Regions from separate parts of the Xenopus tropicalis genome. Here region 1 is linked to region 2. A link is a contact called in public Hi-C data. All regions are on one chromosome and are shown on one strand. The core of a region is the stretch at or near the end of the contact, and the rest is flanking DNA. Distances in the headings are between cores, read along the strand shown. Region 1 holds the start of dzip1l (DAZ interacting zinc finger protein 1-like). Region 2 holds the start of LOC101733382 (alpha-1,4-N-acetylglucosaminyltransferase).

Region 1 (3,156 bases), core at 242-2,741, 150 kb before region 2:
CCACCAGTGCCTTTAGGGCCCATTCAATGAGGAGCGCTCATGGCTTTTGCTGCACTCTGCACTTTGCAGCAGAATAAAGGCCAAGTACTTGTATACAGGTCACGGAATGCTGCGGCTATATCACAGAAGTCTTCTATTTGTTATAATACACAAGTTTCAGTCATGACAGAAATTATGTCACCAAGCACCAATTATGTTATTATTACCATGTATTTATAAAGCGCCAACATATTCCGCAGCGCTGTACAATAAGTGGGTTACATACATTGGACATACAGAGTAACATATAAAGCAACCAATAACCAATACATGAGGTGAAGAGAGCCCTGCCCAAAAGAGCTTACAATCTACAAGGAGAAAGGGTTGAGACACAAGGTGTGGGAATGGGCAAGATCAGAATTAAGCAATGTGAGAGGTGGGGCACAGGGTATTGCTTTTAGCAGCACACTGAGGGTATGTTAGACTAAATGAGGGTAAGCTTCTCTAAATGAATGTGTTTTTAGAGATCTTTTGAAGGCAGAAAGTTTGTGGGAGTGAATTATAACTGATGACATCACCAAGTACCCTTTATAAGGATTTAATTTACAGGACATTCATGGCTTTTGTGTTTTATACTATATATATACATATACATACACACCATTCCTGTACATATTATATTGTAATTAATATAATATTATATATCATAATATAGGCTTCCCAATATTATAATATATTATTTATAATAATATTATTACAATGAAACACACATCCTTTACCAGTACATGTATATATGCTCCTGTTATCTGAGCAGCAATGTAGCCTTGAATCCTACAATTCAGTACTGAATAGGTTAATGTTCCGCTCAGCACAAACCCCAGACCAGTCATGTCCCCGCTGCAGCTCAGTCACAGCTCCTATTACCCCCAGGATAAAATAAGTTGTAGTTGAACAACAGTAGAGAGGGGGGGGGGGGGGGGGTTTCATGCTGCATGACCCTAATATTAATAGATGCCCATTTATTCAACAACACAGTTACGGATACACTGAAACTGTCACTTTTGGCCACTTGTATAGTTAATAACCAACTTCCATTAACCTGTAATAAGTAACTGCTGAGAGTTGCAGTTTACCATATGCAGAGGAAACCATTTGCACAGGGCTGAGTATACAGCCATATATATACTGTACATATATATACCTGGAGCTGTGGCTTTGCAGCCTATGGGGTCTCCCCCCTGCAGAGCTGAACTGGTCCTGCGAATGAATGTATTCCCGGCCGGCTGCTCCTTGCCTCTCTCCTTCCCTGGGGGGTCCCACCTGTATAAGAGCTCTCTGTCCCCCACTCCCGAGTCAGAGCTGTGAGTGACAGTGCTGCCTTATGGAACAGGAAGTGGCTGTACTGTTGGTAACCAGGGAAGCCTGACCCCTGGGAGATGAAGCCCAGCAGGTTCCCTGCCATAGTTACCTCATAACATCACTGCCGCCTTCCCCGGGAGGGGCCCCGCCGCCTCTCACTGTATTGTGCCTGCTAGGGACTCACACCTGTCAGCAGGAGAGGAGGGGGCATGGGCATTAGAGAGGCTACTTATATATTCCCCTCATATGTCACCTAGGGGAAGTGGGAACTTTCGCACTAAGAATACTGTGTCCCCAATAGCAGTGCTGCATGCAAACAAATGGCCTTTCCTACTGGTTACTTAGCATTTAGCATTGATGTTTAGCAGAAAAGGCTTGGGGGATTCTGGGAGATGTAGTTTTCCATCAGCTCAGATTTTGCTTCAAGTGGATCAGGGGGTAACTGGAGGCACAATAGCTCCAGGACAAAGTTTAGACAAGTACAAACACACAGTACAGCGTCCCCTTGGGGCAACCTACAGATTAAAGTTAATGGCAAATTGAGTCGGGGTGGGACAAAACACTTGAAAACACCCCATATTCATCACTGTATAAAAGGTGCACCCCAAAGTCTCTGTGGAAATGCCCCTAACTGTGTGCAGCTCAATCAGCCTCTGCTGCAACAACCCTCTCACTCTTTTCTCAACCTCTTGAGGTTGTTTTTGTATTTTTTTTTAATTCCTCCCTATATCTTTATAGGAGGAATAAATGGAAGAATAGATGCTACCATGTAAATAAAAGAGACTAGGAGAATAAAGAGGTTGGGTGAGGAAAGAAGGAAAAATAGTTTGGAGAGGGGGCCTATGATATAAGGTTTTCTGGTGGGCCCCTGGGGTCCCAGTCCGACACTGGATGTAGACAGTGTTGGGAGCCACATAGGCACGACAAATTCTTTGGGGATGCCAAATAAGCACAATGATTGGCTGTTTGCTAGCCCCATGTGGGGGAGATTCTCCTCGAAACTGTGTCTGTGTGCTTCTAAAACTTGCCCCCAAGCCAGAAATTTAAGAATGGGCGCCCATTTTGCGGCTGCTGGGAGCAACTTCAAAGGGGTTGGTGAGCAACATGTTGCCCCTGAGCCACTGGTTGGGGATCACTGGTATAAACCAATTCCAATTAATTCTCTATTGTTGGTTTTGAGAGTGAACTGAATACATTTTTTTGTGTTTCAGCCTATTCCCCCGACTGTATATAAAAGCAGGAGGGTATTGCTGGGAACATATTGCACCGCTCTAGCCACACCGGGTCTCACACAATAAAGGAAACTGTTCCATTTACAATATGTGACCCAGAATCAACAACAGTGAAATCCAAGCAGCAGCCTTTCTGTGTGCAGCCGCCTGTGTAATAAGCACCCAGTTACCTTCCTCAGTTAATCTATTAATGTTGCTCAGTAACCAGAGCCGGCTGCCTCCCTGCACATTCTCCTTACCTGCCGGCGCCACTCCCACCTGCTGCCAGGTAAAGCCTTTCTTCCCAGACACCTGCAATGCAGCTTTTTATGGACAACCAAGAACGGGCACAATTTTGATAATCAGTATCAATGTATGAGAAAGCAATTAATAAAGAGATGGATGCAAAAGTCAGCTGACCTATGATAAGTATGCAAGGCATTGTGGGAAAGTTTTGCCTGGAGGTTTCTGTTACAGGTATGGGATCCCTTATCCGGAAAACCCATTATCCAGAAAGCTCCATATTATGGAAAAGCCCTCTCTCATAGACTCTATTATAAGCAAATAATTCTTATTTTTAAAAATGATTTCCTTTTTCTCTGTAATT
Region 2 (3,153 bases), core at 16-2,515:
CAAATACCTATGGGACTGCCAGTGAAAAAGGGGCATAATTTACAGGTCCCCTGCATTTTCTTGGAATTTTAGAGGGTTCATTTATTAAATAGCAATTTTTTTTAATACATTGATAAATACTATTCTAAAAATCCCATAGGAATGAATATAAAGAGGGTTCATTTTTCTGTGGTGAACTTTTAGATCTATTTCTCATTCCCAAGGAAAAGTCACTGCAAGAAAAGTCATAAAAAACTCAACTTTTTTGAATTGTTGCTGAGAAAATCCTGATTTTATCGAATTGTTCCTGTGAAAAAGTCGAGTTAAAAACCCAGTAAAATCTCTAAAGTTTCTTCCTTGAAGAAAGATCTTCAAGGAATATTGTTTTTTTAGACGTTTAGATGCATAGTAAATCTTGCAAATGTTTCAGCGTTTTTTTTCTGCCACTTTTTCTAAAAAAAATGCAATAAAGTTTAAAATACGAAATCGATGGTTAGTAAATGAGCCTCTTAATGTCACATTTTGATAAATTTGCCCCGTGGTGCATTCAGGAAGCAAGAAGCACAGTACATTAAGTACAGGCCCACATTTTATGTTCTTTGTACTTAGCCCACAGCATCGGACTGGGCCACCGGGGCACCGGGAAAAAACCTGGGGGCCCCCAATGAGCTGCAGGTTTAGGCTTGGTGGAGGGGGTCAGAGGGTGTTGGGGGCAATGACCATTGGGGGGTGCAGGGGCCCCTGAGGCATAAGCCCCGGTAGTCCCTGCACCCCCCAGTCTGACCCTGTTAGCCCAAATTAGTAAATGAGGCCCACAGTAATAGAATTGTTGTCCCTTACGGACATGCTGCTGTTCCTCAGGCAACCTACAAATATGTATAGTTAAAGGTGCCCATACACAGATTTCAGCTGCAAATTCGGGTCCATTAGACCAATTTGGCGGCTTATCTGCCCATGTATGGGCACCCAGGACAGGCCTACCTGACTGACATCTGCCTTAAAACTGACCTGATCTTGATAGGGCAGGTTTGATTTTCCCATCAGATCAGGGACCACATCAGCTCACTGGTCCGATTGCCCATATACCCATCATTTTAATTAGATCATTTGACCCAAGGGCAAACGATCAAACTAGCCCGATATTGCCCACCGTAGGTTGGCATATTGGAAGAAAATCCACTCGTTAGGTGACCTCACCAAAAGAGTGGATCCCACCGTGTATGGCCACCTTAATGTTGAGCTCAAAAGTCCAGTAATAACAATTTATTTTTTTCTTTCTTTTACAGATTCATCGTCTTATTACTCTACAATGGCAGCATGTTTAAGGGGTACTGTTTTTGTCATGATTCTGATGGGTATCGGTTTCTTCTACAAGGTGACTGTGAATTATCAAAAAGGCTATTCCATTATGTCTTTTACCTTCACAAACAATGGAACGTCACAGAAGGAGGAAGCAAACAATAAAACAAAGAGCAATCTAACACCAGAAGAAATTCTTCGCAATGGAAATGGGATTATTTTTATAGAGACCACTGATAGGATGCAGCCCCCACACTTAGTTTTGTGTGCAGTAGAGTCTGCAGCTCGGATCTACCCCAACAGACCAATTGCTTTCTTTATGAAGGGTTTACCTGATATAAATTCAGTAGAAGATGAAGACAAGGCCAAAAAGAGATTCCCAACCCTTTCATCTCATGATAATATCTACCTTTTCCCTCTGAGACTGGAGGAAGTATTTGCTAATACCCCACTTCTACCCTGGTACAAAAAGGTAGGTATATTATATGTAATTACAGCTATTGTAGTGTTTTGTATGTTTTTGTACAAACCTAAAATGTGCTTGGGTGCCCTTTTCAACTAAAGTAATTTGCAATAGAAACCTGTTGGCAGATGTGGTGATCACTCAGGGAACGCTCAGCATAGAAACTTTGGGAAAGTTTTTACTTGTGTTATAACTTAACAGGTAAAGGAACACTATACCCCTGAAAAATGAAGATCTCTATAAAAATATTTTGCATAAAACAGCTCATATGTAAATCCGTGCATCATCGAAAAAACCTTTTCATAAAAAATGTACTTGTCCACAAATTTGTAACACTTACCTTCCCTGATGTGGTCCACTGCCTGATTATACAGCCATGGCCCAAAATGGCCCCAGAAATTCTTCCAGAAAATCAAGTATTTCTCACAGAAGAGTATTGCAGTAGCACATGTTTTGCTATACACATGTTTATTCCCTTTGTGTGTATTGAAACAGAACAAAAAATGGAGGGAAAAAAGCAAATTGGACATAATGTCACACAAAACTGGGCTGGACAAAATTATTGGCACCCTTTCAAAATTGTGGATAAATACGATTGTTTCAAACATGTGATGCTCACCTGGGGCAAGTAACAGGTGTGGGCAATATAGAGAGAGAAGTTCACACTGGGGCACATTTACTAATCCATGAACGGACCCAAAGCGTCCGAATGCGTTTTTTTCGTAATGATCGGTATTTTTGCGACTGTATTTTGCGCAACTTTTTCGTCGCCGTTACGACTTTATCGTATATTTTCCGCTACTTTTTTGTCGCCGTTGTGAAAAAATCGGATTGGTTTTTCCGCCATTTACAATTGCTCAATATGAAAAAATCACGACGGCGACGAAAAAGTCACGCAAAATACGATAAAGTCGTGACGGCGACCAAAAAATTGCACAAAATACGAAAAAAGCGCGACGGTGACGAAAAAGTCGCAAACTTTTCGTTTCCAATCCGTTTTTTTCCCATTCGGGATTCGGATTCGTGGATTAGTAAATGTGCCCCTTAGTCTTTGCATTGTGTGTCTGTGTGTGCCACACTAAGCATGGACAACAGAAAGAGGAGAAGAGACCTGTCTGAGGACTGGAGAACCAAAATTGTGAAAAAATATCAACAATCTCAAGGTTACAAGTGCAACCCAGGTGTCTAACTATAGTGCGAGGTTAACTTCACTATTACCAAGGTTACAAGTCCATCTCCAGAGATCTAGATTTGCCTTTGTCCACAGTGTGCAACATTATCAAGAACTTTGCAACCCATGGCACTGTAGCTAATCTTCCTGGGTGTGAGCGAAAGAGAAAAATTGATGAATGGTTGCAACACAGGATAGTCCGGATGGTGGATAAGCAGCCCCAAACAAGTTCCAAAGAAAT

What was found. A called contact is a pair of places that touch in the nucleus more often than the background predicts.
Region 1: a Hi-C map of gastrula embryo shows a contact between it and region 2, with 1.7 times the contacts expected there. The contact joins the promoter of dzip1l here to the promoter of LOC101733382 in region 2. A contact is called at or near these places in 4 of 5 Hi-C or Micro-C datasets (brain, gastrula embryo, neurula embryo and 1 more).

The regions. Positions count from the first base shown.
Region 1 is chr5:131,733,782-131,736,937 of UCB_Xtro_10.0, reverse strand. dzip1l (DAZ interacting zinc finger protein 1-like) reads right to left here and starts at 1,491. Exons shown (of 11, transcript NM_001079400.1): 1 at 1,448-1,491.
Region 2 is chr5:131,588,378-131,591,530 of UCB_Xtro_10.0, reverse strand. LOC101733382 (alpha-1,4-N-acetylglucosaminyltransferase) reads left to right here and starts at 1,265. Exons shown (of 2, transcript XM_031902951.1): 1 at 1,265-1,750. The coding sequence starts at 1,289.